Linked DNA regions of Mus musculus: region 2 is linked to region 1. Evidence: chromatin contacts called from public HiChIP or PLAC-seq data. All regions are on one chromosome and are shown on one strand. The core of a region is the stretch at or near the end of the contact, and the rest is flanking DNA. Distances in the headings are between cores, read along the strand shown.

Region 1 (6,748 bases), core at 2,823-5,322:
TGCCTCAGGATAGGATTTTTCTCCATTTGTTTAGAATAATCTTGGGGAGAAAATGTCTATGCCTATTTTTTTCTTAAAATACTCAATTTTTTATGTGCAAATTTGTGCTCCACTTATTTCTGCTGTAAGAAAAATGGCAATAAGCATATGGTACAAAGCAGTAGCCATTTTACTTCAATGTTCAGAATACATGGGGAAGTACAGGCAGCAGCATGAGGGGAGCTTTCCATTAATTGGCATCGTCTTTCATAAAGGTACCCTCTGCTTTCTCAGTTTGGGCCGTGCCTACCTAGAAAGAATATTGACCCTGTTGTCAATGCTGCTGAAAATCTAAAACTTTTCAGAAAAAAAAAAATTCCCATGTGTTTAAATGTCAGTAACTCATTCAAAATGTATTAAAATACCAAGTTGGTCAATTCCATCCTAGCAAAGGTAAGCAAGCGTGCAAGCTGAGGTCAGCTCTGGGCTTCCCATTGGCAACCTCTGCAGATAGAGAGCACACTCGGAAGATCATTATACACTCCCTCTGTTTCAGTCTCAGAGCACAAAAGCAAAGTGAGTAACTCCATCGACATATGTCTATGGGTATCACACTCATTTACTGATAGTCTAAGTCACCAGCGTGATACACTGAAAGGGACAACCTTCTCAAAGCCGAGCGTGCCTGTGAAAGCTTGGGTATCTCACTTGGTGTTGGCTAATGTGAGATTGCTCAGCTGCAAACATGGATAGTAGAATTGCCTTTTGAGCCTGTCAAATGATTCCTTTTTTTTTCTTTGTTTGTTGTTTGTTTGTTTGTTTGAGACAGGGTTTCTCTGTATAGGCCTAGCTGTCCTGGAACTCACTCTGTAGACCAGGCTGGCCTCAAACTCAGAAATCCGCCTGTCTCTGCCTCCCGAGTGCTGGGATTAAAGGCGTGCGCCACCACGCCCAGCTCAAGAGAACTCCCTTGTGGCATCTAGAAGGTGTGTCATAGTAGTAGCTGAGACTGTTCCAGTAGGATGAAGACTATAAGTTGCCAGCAGCGTTTCATTCACGCCCTATAAACACCAACCTTGCCCATGCCCTCACTGCTTCCACACTTGCTCAGGTCTCCCTCTCTGCCCTTGTTTCACGGACTGATGGTCTATATACAGTCAGCTGCACCGCCTTGTTTTCCCAAGCGCTTGTCTATATCTGAAATGTCTACCCCTTTCTTTTTCATTCCTTTTACTCCTATAAGACTCAACCAAGGTGTCACCTTTTCTAGAAAGTCCTCCATGAATGCTTTACTCCCAGACGTAAGGTAAAGTACTCTCTGCCAGTCTGCCTTGAGTTTGTCTTGGTTTGAGCATTTATCAAGATAAACTATTAACTATTCGTTGAAGACGGAATCTGTAACATCACCTCTCTACCTTAAGTACATGAGTGTGATGTCATTGATATACTTAAGCCCCCACACCCAAAAATGGATGAGGAAGGAATTGACTAAAGAGGCTTGCTGGAGATGAGCATAACGTGCCTGCTCAGTGTCTCGCTTTACACAGGCTGCTAGCTATGTCTCCTTCCCTTTGCCTTCTTTGTCTTTGCCTTGGTTCCTGCCTCTATCTTCACCCCAAGCCAACAGAGACTTCCCAGGGCAGATCATACAGAGAAGGTACATGAACTGTCACCACCCAGGTCTTGTAAACAGAGTCTGGCAGATGTCTGAGAAGGTCCTCTTAAAAGGGAACAGAAAATACAAAAAAAAAAAAAAAAAGTCTTGTTAGGGCAAAGGCAAGAAGTCAAGGTCAGGTTCACTGAGGCTGTGGACCCTTGCTTGTGCTCGATGTCAGAATGAGCCTTTAACTGCAGAAGAGGAAAAATAGGTGTATAGCCCAAGTAAGCTACATAGCACTGGCTCCTTGTGTATTTGGTCCCATAGCAGAAGCAAAGTCTCATTGTAGGCCAGGGCTGCCTGCCACAAGCATCCATGGTGGCTTGAAGAAGCACTCTTCTCCCAAAGGTTCATAGACCCTTTCTGGAATATTTAGGAAGTGGACAGGGGACGGTGGGAGGCTAGACAACAGGCTGCATGTGCCCTCATCTAAGTACATTTACGAACTATCTGCTTGATACAAAAGTCTGCTCTTATTATGTACAATCTTAGAAAAATGGCTACAAATAATGCACAAATATTTGTTCTCTTCCAGGAACATGGGTGACATTTGGAGGTCAAATCTCAGATGAGGTAAGCTGATTTTAGCTTCTACAGTTCTAATGAAGACAATGTGCAGTAGGGATTGTCTTTCCTTCCTAACATTTTTTTTCTTCTTGGGTGTGTGTGTGTGTGTGTGTGTGTGTGTGTGTGTGTATAACTGTGCTGCCCAGTCATTAGGTAAGGCTAGCTTAGCAGATCTTGGGTGACTCCAGCCAAGCAGAGTTTTAGGGGGCTGGCAGCAAAAAGTCTTTCAACAGCCACACTCCCAGTAGCTAAGAAGGAAGAAGTCCTTTCTCCCCACAGGAGGACCCAGGTGCACATCAAGAGACCGTATGACTGGCATCAGGTAGGGATGTATGGGGGTAACACAAAGGCACAGTCACAGGGAGTACAGCAAAGGCCACAGACACTGTTAGGCTGGAAGTAAGCAGCAACATAGGAAGGAAGGAAGTTCACAGCCAGAGTCTCCAGCCTGCATGCAACCTGCCAGTGCCTAGTGCACTGCGTAGAAGGAAAAAGGCAATGGTGGCTAGCCTTGTGGGCAAATCTAGTCTCCACCCCTACTCACCACAAGTCTCTGATCTCCCCTTCATACTGTCTGTCCTCTGCTGTAGGGATCTCATGTCTGGACATGCAGGACTGACCTCTGTGATGAGCCATTTCAAAATTCCAGCTCTCAAAATTGCACAATAAAGTTGTCATGAACATTTGCAGAGACACTAACACAGACGTACATCCAACAGCTAGAGTCCTTCTGGAGAGCAGCTGTGGGAAGGGTCCTGCAGAGCTGTCCACAAGGAGGAACAAGGACGACTAGCCAAACCCAATCACACTCACAACTGAATGGCTCAATCTCACCTCTTTTCTGGGGGCTAAAACTGTAAGCCAATAACAATGAGTTTACTTCCCTGATCTTTCAGCTTTCTCTTGGTCTTCCAGGAGTTCTCAGCTCCAAGCAGGTAAAAATGGCCATAATGTTCTTCGTGCTGGAGAACTGCAAGCTCCAGGAAGTAAAGACAGGCAGGAGCCTAGTGACTTAGCTTTCTACCACTAGGCCACACCTCCTAAGGAGTCTTCCATCTCCAAAAGATGCTATAGATCAGGGACCAAATGCAGGGGACTTGAAAGACATTTCAGATTAAAACTATATCAAGGCCTAAATCCAGTCTTTAGACTTCAATGTTTTTCCCATTATTCCACATAAGGTCTTCAGACCCTGTGACTGGGAAGGGTGTCTATTCTCAGGTACTCCATTTCAAAACTTCTCTGTAGCTAAGATGTAATTGTTACATTTCCTAATAAATAACCCACCAATATGCTGTAAGACATACCACAATAATTTTTTGCCGTCATCTAAAACAGGACAGTCAGAATGAGGAAACCTATATTTGCTTTACTTTTCAACTTTGCTTTAAAATAATGTCTTAATCTTATCAAATTAAAAATCAGTAACTGCTTCCTTGTGGGTAATGCTAGTGGATATGCACACTAGCCTACCCATGGTCTTGAGAGGCTAATTTTTAAAACACCAGAAACAGTCTATATTAGAAACGCTGGTGAAGCAACTTTAGTCCACCACCAAAGAACATAATGGAAAATCAATTGTTATTATGTGAGAAGTGGAAAAAAAATGTTCAAACATCTAGCAAATTAATCAGCAAAGTGGAGAAAGATTCCTCCACTGCCGTTTTCCAGCATCCTCCTACAGCTCCACCTTAGGCTGATTGTTGCAGGTAGCCCTCTCCTCTCCTGGCACGCTCTTACTTGCCCTGAGCAGCAAGGAGGATGGAACACGGAGCCCTGACCCATTCCGGCCTGAGTCCAGAGGAGCTTGCTCCCTCCCCTGTGTTGACTCAGCAGCAGCACCAAGATGATGCTTATTGTTCCACTGAACTGTGGGTGGCAGGAGCTTTAACAACAGTCATGATTGTCTGGCCTGTGATTCATCAGCACAGTTGGCCAGGCCTTGAGCAAAGTCACAAGCTTTTAGGTCAGGAGTCATCCAACTGCCAGAAGCTATTGACTTGCAGAAAGGGCTTGAGGGTTGGAGTCAGCTTTGATACAGATGACCCTCTTTGTCAGCAAGATTAGATGTCACGGAGGGTGTTCTCATACAAGGTCTTCCCAGCAGGGTGGAAAACACAGATCTGAACCCCTCAGTGCTCCGTGGGCAACAAAACACACCCCTCCAAGAGTGAGATTACAGCCTACCCAGTGTCTGAGGGTAGGAGAATCACCTGCCTTATACTTCTCTTTCTCTTGTCACTCACTACAGCTGAGAAAAACACAAGTGGTTCATAGGATCTCAGAGTGAACGGTGGATAAAGGATTTAACATTGCTTCCCAGCTAGGAAGAATGCCTGGCATTTCTGACTGACCCTTGCATCCTCTTGCAGGTTGCTGAACGGCTGATGACAATTGCCTACGAAAGTGGAGTTAATCTCTTCGACACAGCTGAGGTCTATGCTGCTGGGAAGTAAGTCAGAACAAGTTTTTAGCTCTCACATGGCATCATTGGTGGAAGCAAGAGGGTGTGCTCAAACATTGCTGTGGCATTGGCAAGGAGGGACTGCTCTTCTTGTACATATATCAGCAGGCATGTTCTTCCTCCGCCCTACACTGATATTCATGAAAGTTGTGATTTCTTAATGATGCCAAGAAATTAACAACTTTTCTAAGAGGGCACTTCAGAGCCTATTCTGAAGACTGTAAGCGACAGAGAGACCTTGCTGAAGGTAACGAGTAACTTTAGAGATTTCCTTTGGGCCTGAGCATCGACTTGGCAGTCTGAACATGGCTTGTTATGTTAGAACACATAATTGATGTTCTATTAGGCCGGATCAGCAAGCACATGTCACATAACATAACTAGTGTATTTTAGAATCGATATGGAGCCCTGGTCTCCTGGAATGAACGTGGGTGTCCAGCTTCCACCAGCAAAGGCAGAAGACATGGAATATGAACACACCAAGCTAGCTGCCCGCCTCCCCCAGGCCAGTTACAGTAGAGCTGAGGCTTACCCAGTCAATAGTAATTGCTCCAAATATTCTTGGAGCTTCTTCTTACTTTGGTTATTCCTTTTCAAAGACCTGCCTATTTTTAAGGACCATCAGAGGACTTGAGCATCCACATCTATGTTGTTTGTAATGAATCCAAGAAAGGAAAGTCGAAGTTGTTCGGCCTTGCTCCTTTCTGCATGCCCTCTTCTCAGGAGATTTTCTCAGTCCAAGGTATCTTGCTCAATACCGAATTGGCTAAAGCAGAGGAGAGGAACATAGTGATTGCAACTCCTACTGTAAGGGACAACCATTTGAATCGTTATTCATTGATGGCCACTATGTAACTAAGATAGGCTCCCAATATTTAAGGTCACACGTAACAACAGACAAACAAGGAGTAATGAAGACGATTCCAGTACTACCCCATGTCTGTTCATTTGGAGCATGTGCCATAGCTAGCATGCATCATGATTCCTTGGAGGCTGTGCACGCAAATAAAACAACTTTGGTTTACATCAAATACTAGCTAACAATGGCGTCCATATCTGGCTCACTGATGAACCAAATGCTAACTGCATTGACTTCCCTACTCCAATCTCTGGCAGCCCAACTGCTTCTTACACTGATCATCGTACTGGGTGGGTTATAGGAGAACATTTTAGTCTCCTCAATCTTGGTGAGTCTGCTGGGGAAGTGGAAGTGAGGATATTCTTAGGATGTCTTCAGTGCACCATTCCACAACCCAGCCTTAGGAACAGGAAAAATATTTTGTAGTGTCTCCCTATACCTTAGTCCTATGACAAACATTACTCAGTCCTAGGACATTCTCTTATGGACCACAATAACTGCAACACTGAACTTAGAGATATCTGAATACACATATAGATTCTTTCTTCTCTTCCAAGATCAACTGGGAAACTAGTATTTTCTGTTAAAACAGTCTGAAGCCTCTGGGCACAACTGAATTGTTCCAGCACAATAGATGGAAATAGGTGGTGCTGACTCTCGTTGAACACCACCAAGTGGGATATTTTTATGAGGGACCAAGCTGCCAGATGACTCCTCTGTTTCTTATGTCGGGACCACAGGAGGTCTCCTGCCAGTGCCAGCATTTGGCAGGTGCTTCTGGGATGCCTGGGAGCAGGATTCTGCGGGCACCAGCAGAAACAGTGGAGACTGTGCTACCAGCTGAGCGTGCTTCTATTTTGGGGATCTGTAGGCACTGAGAGTTCAAAAATGGGATGGCTCTGGTGTTGGGTTGACTCTTGCTTTTCTGAGACACTGCATCCTAAGACATTGTCTATTTTCCCCTTCAGGGCTGAGGTGATTCTGGGAAGCATCATCAAGAAGAAAGGCTGGAGGTACCACATCTACCATAACTGCTAGTTTGCCTTTTAAAGTCTTACTGATCTATACCAGAAAAGCAAAAACAAAATAAAATAAAATAAAATAAAATAAAATAAAATAAAATAAAATAAAATTTAAATCACATGGTACTAGAACAAAAGGCTGTCCAAAACACAGTCAACACTTGGTAAAGAAATAATCTATAATAGTTTGAAAATAAGTG
Region 2 (6,748 bases), core at 2,235-4,734, 550 kb after region 1:
AGCAATACTCCGCCCCCCACCCCCCGAGTTGTCAAAGAGGTCCCAGAGGGCCTCCAACAAGTACCATTGTTCTCAGTTGTCTGCCAAAACCTGGTGGTAAGACTTTGCTGTGGAAGACACCACACACAGTCACGGGATATGGAGAAACCACGCTGGAACTGAATTGGATGCTATCTCCCATCTAGATAGGTATCATACGGTGAATGCTACGGAGGCTGCCACAGGAGATGCCCATGAACTGCCTCGCCTAGCTGTGAGTTACAGTGATGAGTAGCCTGGAAAGGCACACCCACACCCGTTGGCGCAAGCAGTATGTAGCAACCAGTCTCTTCCTAATTGGATCTAAGCCCTTCCACAAAAGGGAACGAATGCTGGGAGCTATAAGCCTTGGCTTATCACCAGCTTGAAACTGTGACCTAAGGTTGGTATGGTCACAGGCTCCAGGGAAGAATCTACTAACTAGTGCTTTGCTAACTGCAAATACCTTCTACCTAGTCACCTTTATGTTCATAATAGATTAGTGAAACGCTCAGCTTTAATCAAAGACGCTTCTTTGCTCCTTTTTGCAGTGGATTGTCTATTTAAAAAAATAAAAAAACAAACTGTTGGGGAAAGTGCAGAAAATGGAGTGCTTGCCCCTAAATGGGACATCTATGTTGCCTATCACACTCTCCTCCAAGGCTTAGGGACCATTGTAGAAGAGCGTGGAAAGATTGTGAGAGTCCCAGGTTGGGAAGGACTGATGCAGTCTTGTGAACACGCCAGGGCCATGGCTAATGCGCTCACAAACTCAGCAGACCTGTACAACATCAGGTTCCTCAGCTCATGAAGGGAGGGGAAACAATTGTCCTGCGAGACAATTCACAGTTAATGGAGACCGGAAGGCATGTCACTTTAGTGTTAAAACCACTGATAGTTCCCCAGAGTGAAAAACTAAACAAAAGCTCGCATCCACTCTCATTCGGGCAGCCCTATTTAAACACTGAGAGTCACACAGGAAGAAGTAAAGCAGAAGGGAACCTGTCGGGAAGATGGTTTCAGCAAGAGAAAGAAATAAGGCCCAGTTCATTATCTACGTGTGTGAGTCTGTCAAAAAAAAAAAAAAAAAGCTGGAGAGAGGGCTCAGTGGTTAAGATCTTTCTGCTCCTCCCGAAGGCCTGAATTCAGCTCCCAGCACCCACATCAAGTAGCTCACAATCACTTGTAATGCCAGTTCAAGGGTATCTAACACCCTCTCCTAACCTCCGCTCGCGCGCACACACACACACACACAATTTTAAAGAATATATATATGTATATACTTTAAATATATATATATGAATATATATGTATATACTTTAAATATATATATGTGTATATATATATATATATATATATATATATATATATATATATATATACTTTAAAAATAAAAGCAAACAAAGCAGTATACGGTTATGGGTATGTTCAATGGGTGTACATATGCTCTGTCAATCCCCACATTGGGGACAATAAAGAAAAAAAATAATGAAAACTGACAAGGGATATAACCATCACCACCTACCCAAAAGGAAAGCCAGGTCCTCTAAACTACAAAGTCACCTCCTAGCGCCATAACCTAAGGCATGAACTGCCCTTTTTCTATCTTCAGAGACCACACCACAGCCTTGGAATTGAACCAGCCAGCTGGGCTGGGTATTTCAATGTGACTGTCCTTGAAGTATTGCAGCACCCGTGTTTCCCATTTCCGAGAAGCTGGACATTGTTCTTGAACAGAAACACACTTGAAGCTACAGTGTAGATGCAGCAGAGATCACTGAAAACGTTGATGCATCTTTTGCTTGGCTTGGAGAGATATCAAGCATTCACTTGCCATCTGTAGATCAGTAATATTTTGATCTTTATTACTTTACGTGGCAATTGGGCAAGAAGCTCTATTGTCAGTCCCTACCTTTTCACATGCTGAATGCTGTTGCATCAGGACATGAGTTTCCCTTTTAAGCTTAGGCCTGTGATACTGAGCATATTGATTCTCCTTTATGAGCACAGACTGGAGTGAACTCTGTGCCCAATAGTGAAATGACTGCATTTAAAAAAAACAAGACAAAACAAACAAGAAAACCACTCAGAACTTCCTGCATCTGTTACTTTGTTGTGCTGGAGATAAACAGAATCTCCTTTATTAACCTCTGCACAATTTAAAAGGAATGAAAGCCCGAGTTTATCAAGTTCATGTTACTATCTTTATGTGCTGGCATTTGGCAATGTCTTCAGTCATTGTTTTTCATTATCGCTCTGGCTTTCAGAGCCTCCAGTGCAGTCACTTTGGCAAACTCGTGAATGCCAGCAGCCGTGTGAAGACAATGAGTGTCACTCTGTAATGTGACATGGGGAAATATTTTTCAATTTCCTAGCAGGTGCTGAGCTATGATTCTGACTCATAAAGGTGGTGATTATCTGTCTTTTCTGAAGTGAAGCAGCAGAGGGGAAAAAAGCATACTAAAACTAATGAAGAAAGCAAAAGTTGGGTCTGTTCTCTCTAGCTGGAGGATCTCTGGTCCTGGGAGTTGTTTTTCTCTCCTGTAAATGGATTGTTGTCTTGTGAAAGATAGCATCAGAGAGGATATTTGACTTTAGCAGGGACTGTTGGTGAACTGTATCCCTATACCTATGGACAATTCAAGAAAGATAAAAAGCATGAGGGCTTTATAGTGCTGAGTGTGGATGAAGCTTCTCGCAGACTGAAAAGAAATTCTTACCAGCTGCAGCACAAATACTGTTCAGAAAGGATTTTACATCAAGAGTTGTTTAACATCAGTATGCTTCATACAGGGAGGTCGCTGATCATATAGATGTGGTGTGTTAAGTAGAAACAGGAGTTGATTGATTCCTGTACAGCATGCATTGGTGATACAATGAATTAGACCCCATAATGGTTCTCCCTAGGTGTGGTGGAAGTGAAGGATAGGAGGGTGGTGGAGAAGGCTGATTTGACAGATGATATGAGAAGACCAGCTGACAGCAAAGGGAAGATGTTGCAGGATACATGTGCTTGAAGTATCAGAGGCCGGATACAGGACCAGAATATTTCCTCTATGCCTTCCTTCAGCATGGACATTATGTATCTCTATAAAATTTAGGAATCACAAACTTAAGAAATTATCTCTGAAGAGACAGCATTTATTTAAATGTCCTTGATCCATCCAGGGACCGGTAGCCTTATCAGTCAGTGGAGCCAAACTCCAGGCAGAGCTCAGGGAGTCATCTCCACAGCAAGGATTACAGCGGCCCCACCCATATCATCAGAGACATATAAAGGCGTCAGCAAAGTTCTCTTCCAATGGACTCATTTTTTCTCCAAAATTTGTTTCTTGCTTTCCAACTGCTTTGCTTAGTCTTCTGTAAGTAGATTTTGGGGTGTGGTCGCAGGAGGCCCGCCTGGAGGACTTCGGCGATGGAAGTGGGAGAGGCCCTATGAGTCTCACAGCAAGAATGAAGAGCCTCCTGCCTAAAGACGTTAGTCACTGGAAGTCATCCCTTTCTACCCACAGTGAGTCACAAGCCCCTCAGCCTCGCCTGTGGCGCAGAGGCTAAAGAACCAAAAACAGTTCATGCACATGTGAAACTACATTCGGGATGGACCATGACTGAAGGTCTGCTCCTGAGCTCAGCTTCCTCCAGCATCCTCGGGGGTGGGGTGGGGGTGTAGACCAAGCAGGAAAGTTCTTGCCCCTGTCCATCCTTCCCTCCCTTTGAACATCTTTCCCACACACTGCACACACCTTCCGACCACTGCAGCCAACAGTCTGCTTCTACCACCTGCATTTACAAGGCTTTTAACGTCTTCTGACCAGTCAGATATGCTGTTTATCCTCTCAGTTTCAACCACTGACTTCATTTAAGGTCATGTCCAAAAGGTGCTGTTTGCTACAGAGGGTCAAAAGTCACATTTTCTACTTTTTTTTCCCCTGTGAGTCTCACGCAGCAAATGCTCCTCTGTGTTCCTTTGACTTCCAAAGTTCTTGCTGGCCATAGTTTAACTGGATGCTTGCAGTCACACATCCACACGGTTCCCAAGCAGTGATTCTTAACCTTGTGAAAGTGCCAACGTTCTTTGAAATTGCAGTAGAAGGCAGGGCCTAGGCCCTCCTCAAGAGGACACATGTAAATATGTACAAGTGCTTCATGAAAATGCCAGGCTTCGCAGACCCTCTTGAAGCCTGTTCAGACAGTAACTCCAACCTAATGACCCCTGTTTAAACTCATTCTTCCAACTGTTCTGTGAGGTCATTGTATTGTGACCCATGGGAAAAACAAGGGCTGGTGAGTGGGACTCACCGCTGTCTGTGACTTGCCTGAAGTGGCTTCTGGCCAGGTTCCAAGTCTCCTCTGAAGCCTGTTTTGTGGACTTGTGTTTAGAAGAACAAAGCCAACACGGGAAGTACTTCTTCCAACAGGGTCTGCGTGTCAGAGCAGAGACTGGCATTCTTGGCGTTCTTGCCCATGTGATGATAGCTCCTGTCTGACTAAACCAACCTACAGAGTCCCACTTCGCCTCCTGAAGCAAGGTACCTTACCTAGGGTTAGAGAGACACATGTAAGAACAACAACCTCCTTGTTGTTGCAAATCTTTGACTTTCTCATGAGTAGTCCCCAGCTGTCTCCCCAAATCTGTCTGTACTGCCAGCTGGTCCATGAGGGTGCAGCCATACTGGGTCACTGTTGGGCAAGCAAGCTTTCTCTGTCAGCAGCCATGACTGTCATTCTCATGTCTTGACATAATGTGTTCCACACAAATCCTGGACCCTTTACTCAACTTTCCCCATGGATCTAAAGGCCTCTCTGTGTTCTAGCATGTGAATGATGTGTTGAGAAAGAGTCTCTGAAAGACATTGAGTGATGCTTTATGTAACAGCTCCAGTTTCAACTGTCAATACATGAGATTTGAAATGAAAATCTCCATGTAGCTGTTAATGCACAATGCCTCAGTCACTGCCTCAGAGATCCATCTTTTATTGCCTCACTGCAGGGGCAGGAGGGAAGGGGACAACTACCAATCCCATGGTTCCCCCAGACCCTGGACTGTGAGTTTACCACTGCCTCTTGGCCATCCTTGGGCTCAGCTCTCTGACATGACAAAGGATAATAGCGTCAAAGGAAATTGAGGAAGGTGGCTTTTTTCAAACACCATTTCCCATGTTTGAACAAATGTGTTTCATCACAACTCTGTCTGCTAGTAGGATGCTCTGTGGCTGACAGATGGCTTCAGCCAAGGAGACCTGGGTAATGACACTGGGAATTACCTCCCTGCACACCAGAACCATTTGTATCAGGGAATGCCACAGCACCAGGGCTCACAGCATCCTAGGAATGCACCTTCCATGCGTTTTCCTGAGTGAGTGGTTCCTGTACCACCATCCTCCATACCCTAATCCCATTAAGCCCAATCCTACTGCCTTCCTGGTGTCTCAAATGTGTTATTACACTATTTAAATATATATTTTTTCTATCATGAAAGTTAGTAAAGGTTCTGTGCTCTGGAGGCAAACGTTCCTAGTCCTACTGGTACAGTTCACCAGCAGTGAGGCCCCGAGGAATAAGTCAGAGGAAAAAGAGCTTTGTGAGCCAAAGGTCCTGGTTTGAAGGGTATGGAGAAGTTTCTCAAATGGTGCAGGAAAAGTGTTTCTGATATAAATATGACTCAAATGCACACAACACCATGGTTTATCTAAAATATATGTCTTTCATATCGGCTTCTTCTTTATTTTCTTTCCTGTGGTTTTCCTGGTATGACCCCAGACACTTATTAGTGTTAACCTCAAGATTACAGTTTCCCAAACAAGATATTCTTATTTCAAAGGGTGTAAGACCTTACCCTGTTCCCTTTGCCCCCATTCCCTTTCAACCTAATAGCATTTGACAGGAGGCAAATATTTTTGGTGAAATATTTGGCGAGGTGTGAGTTACTGCTTTATATTATATTAAAATGCATTGTGTAAGGGGAAATTTTATGGAACCTTCACTGGGCAAAGTCTCAGTCCTCGTATGCTCCTTCATCATTGGCTCTCAGCCAGGGGCAGTTCTACCCCTGGAGGAGATTAGCAATGTCTGCAGCTAGATTCTTGGGAGGAGAAGGTGCTACTGACATATTTTGGGGAGAGGTCAGGGATGCTGTTAAACATCTTAACAAAGCACAGAATAGCCAAGAATCGCCTAGGCCAGAAGTCAGGGTGCCAAGGCTGAGAAACAGTGAAGTGTACCACTTAAGGTCCCCCCAGCTTCTGCACAGCAGCCAAGAAATCTGTGGTGTTGCTATACATGTCTGCATGGGGGCAGGCTATGGAGGAATGCCAGCTTTTTCCAACTCACTTAAAACTCATACAACTGTATTGACTATCCAGCTGTAAGGGCTTATGGGGGGTAGATGGCCTTTAGTAATGGCTCCGTATTGCAGAAGCTTAGAGTCAGCAGAGGAGAGATCCAAGTGTGGACAATGGGGGCAGACAGGAGAGTGCTCTCAAGTCAACAGGGCTGGGAAAGAGGAACTCCAGGGAGTGCTCAGGAGGACATGCAGGCACTGGTCTTCAGAAGGAAGTAATGTCACAGGGATCTTCAGAGGACATGCCAAGGATGTGTGGAAGCCTGGGGAAGGACAGGAGCAAAGTACAGATGCTGTGCAGTAGGGAGACCCTCGGGCTGTCCTAGGTGCTCACCCATAACTCTGAGGGAAACTGAGGCCAGCTCTTGCTTTTACTGCACTTGCTTTTTA

What was found. HiChIP or PLAC-seq counts read pairs in DNA pulled down with a chosen protein or histone mark.
Region 2: a contact with region 1 is called in a FOXA1 HiChIP or PLAC-seq map of pancreatic cancer cells. The contact joins two enhancer-like sites. A contact is called at or near these places in 1 of 484 Hi-C or Micro-C datasets (muscle stem cells), 1 of 115 datasets of contacts at active chromatin or transcription factors (pancreatic cancer cells) and 1 of 9 other capture datasets (liver).

Annotation. Positions count from the first base shown.
Region 1 is chr3:65,293,094-65,299,841 of GRCm38.p6, forward strand. It overlaps Kcnab1 (potassium voltage-gated channel, shaker-related subfamily, beta member 1), which reads left to right. Exons shown (of 14, transcript NM_010597.5): 3 at 2,172-2,209; 4 at 4,576-4,655; 5 at 6,495-6,539. It overlaps A330015K06Rik (RIKEN cDNA A330015K06 gene), which reads right to left. Exons shown (of 5, transcript NR_126080.1): 2 at 5,200-5,433. Among named protein-coding and RNA genes, the nearest start is that of A330015K06Rik, 6.2 kb to the right of the region's middle. Within about 2 kb of position 4,073, at least 43 of the 459 cell types and tissues checked have an H3K27ac peak or open chromatin away from gene starts, as enhancers often do. A contact at or near this core is called in muscle stem cells and pancreatic cancer cells, where this site is marked.
Region 2 is chr3:65,841,022-65,847,769 of GRCm38.p6, forward strand. No RefSeq gene overlaps it. Among named protein-coding and RNA genes, the nearest start is that of Gm25755, 73 kb to the left of the region's middle. Within about 2 kb of position 3,485, at least 65 of the 459 cell types and tissues checked have an H3K27ac peak or open chromatin away from gene starts, as enhancers often do. A contact at or near this core is called in muscle stem cells and pancreatic cancer cells, where this site is marked.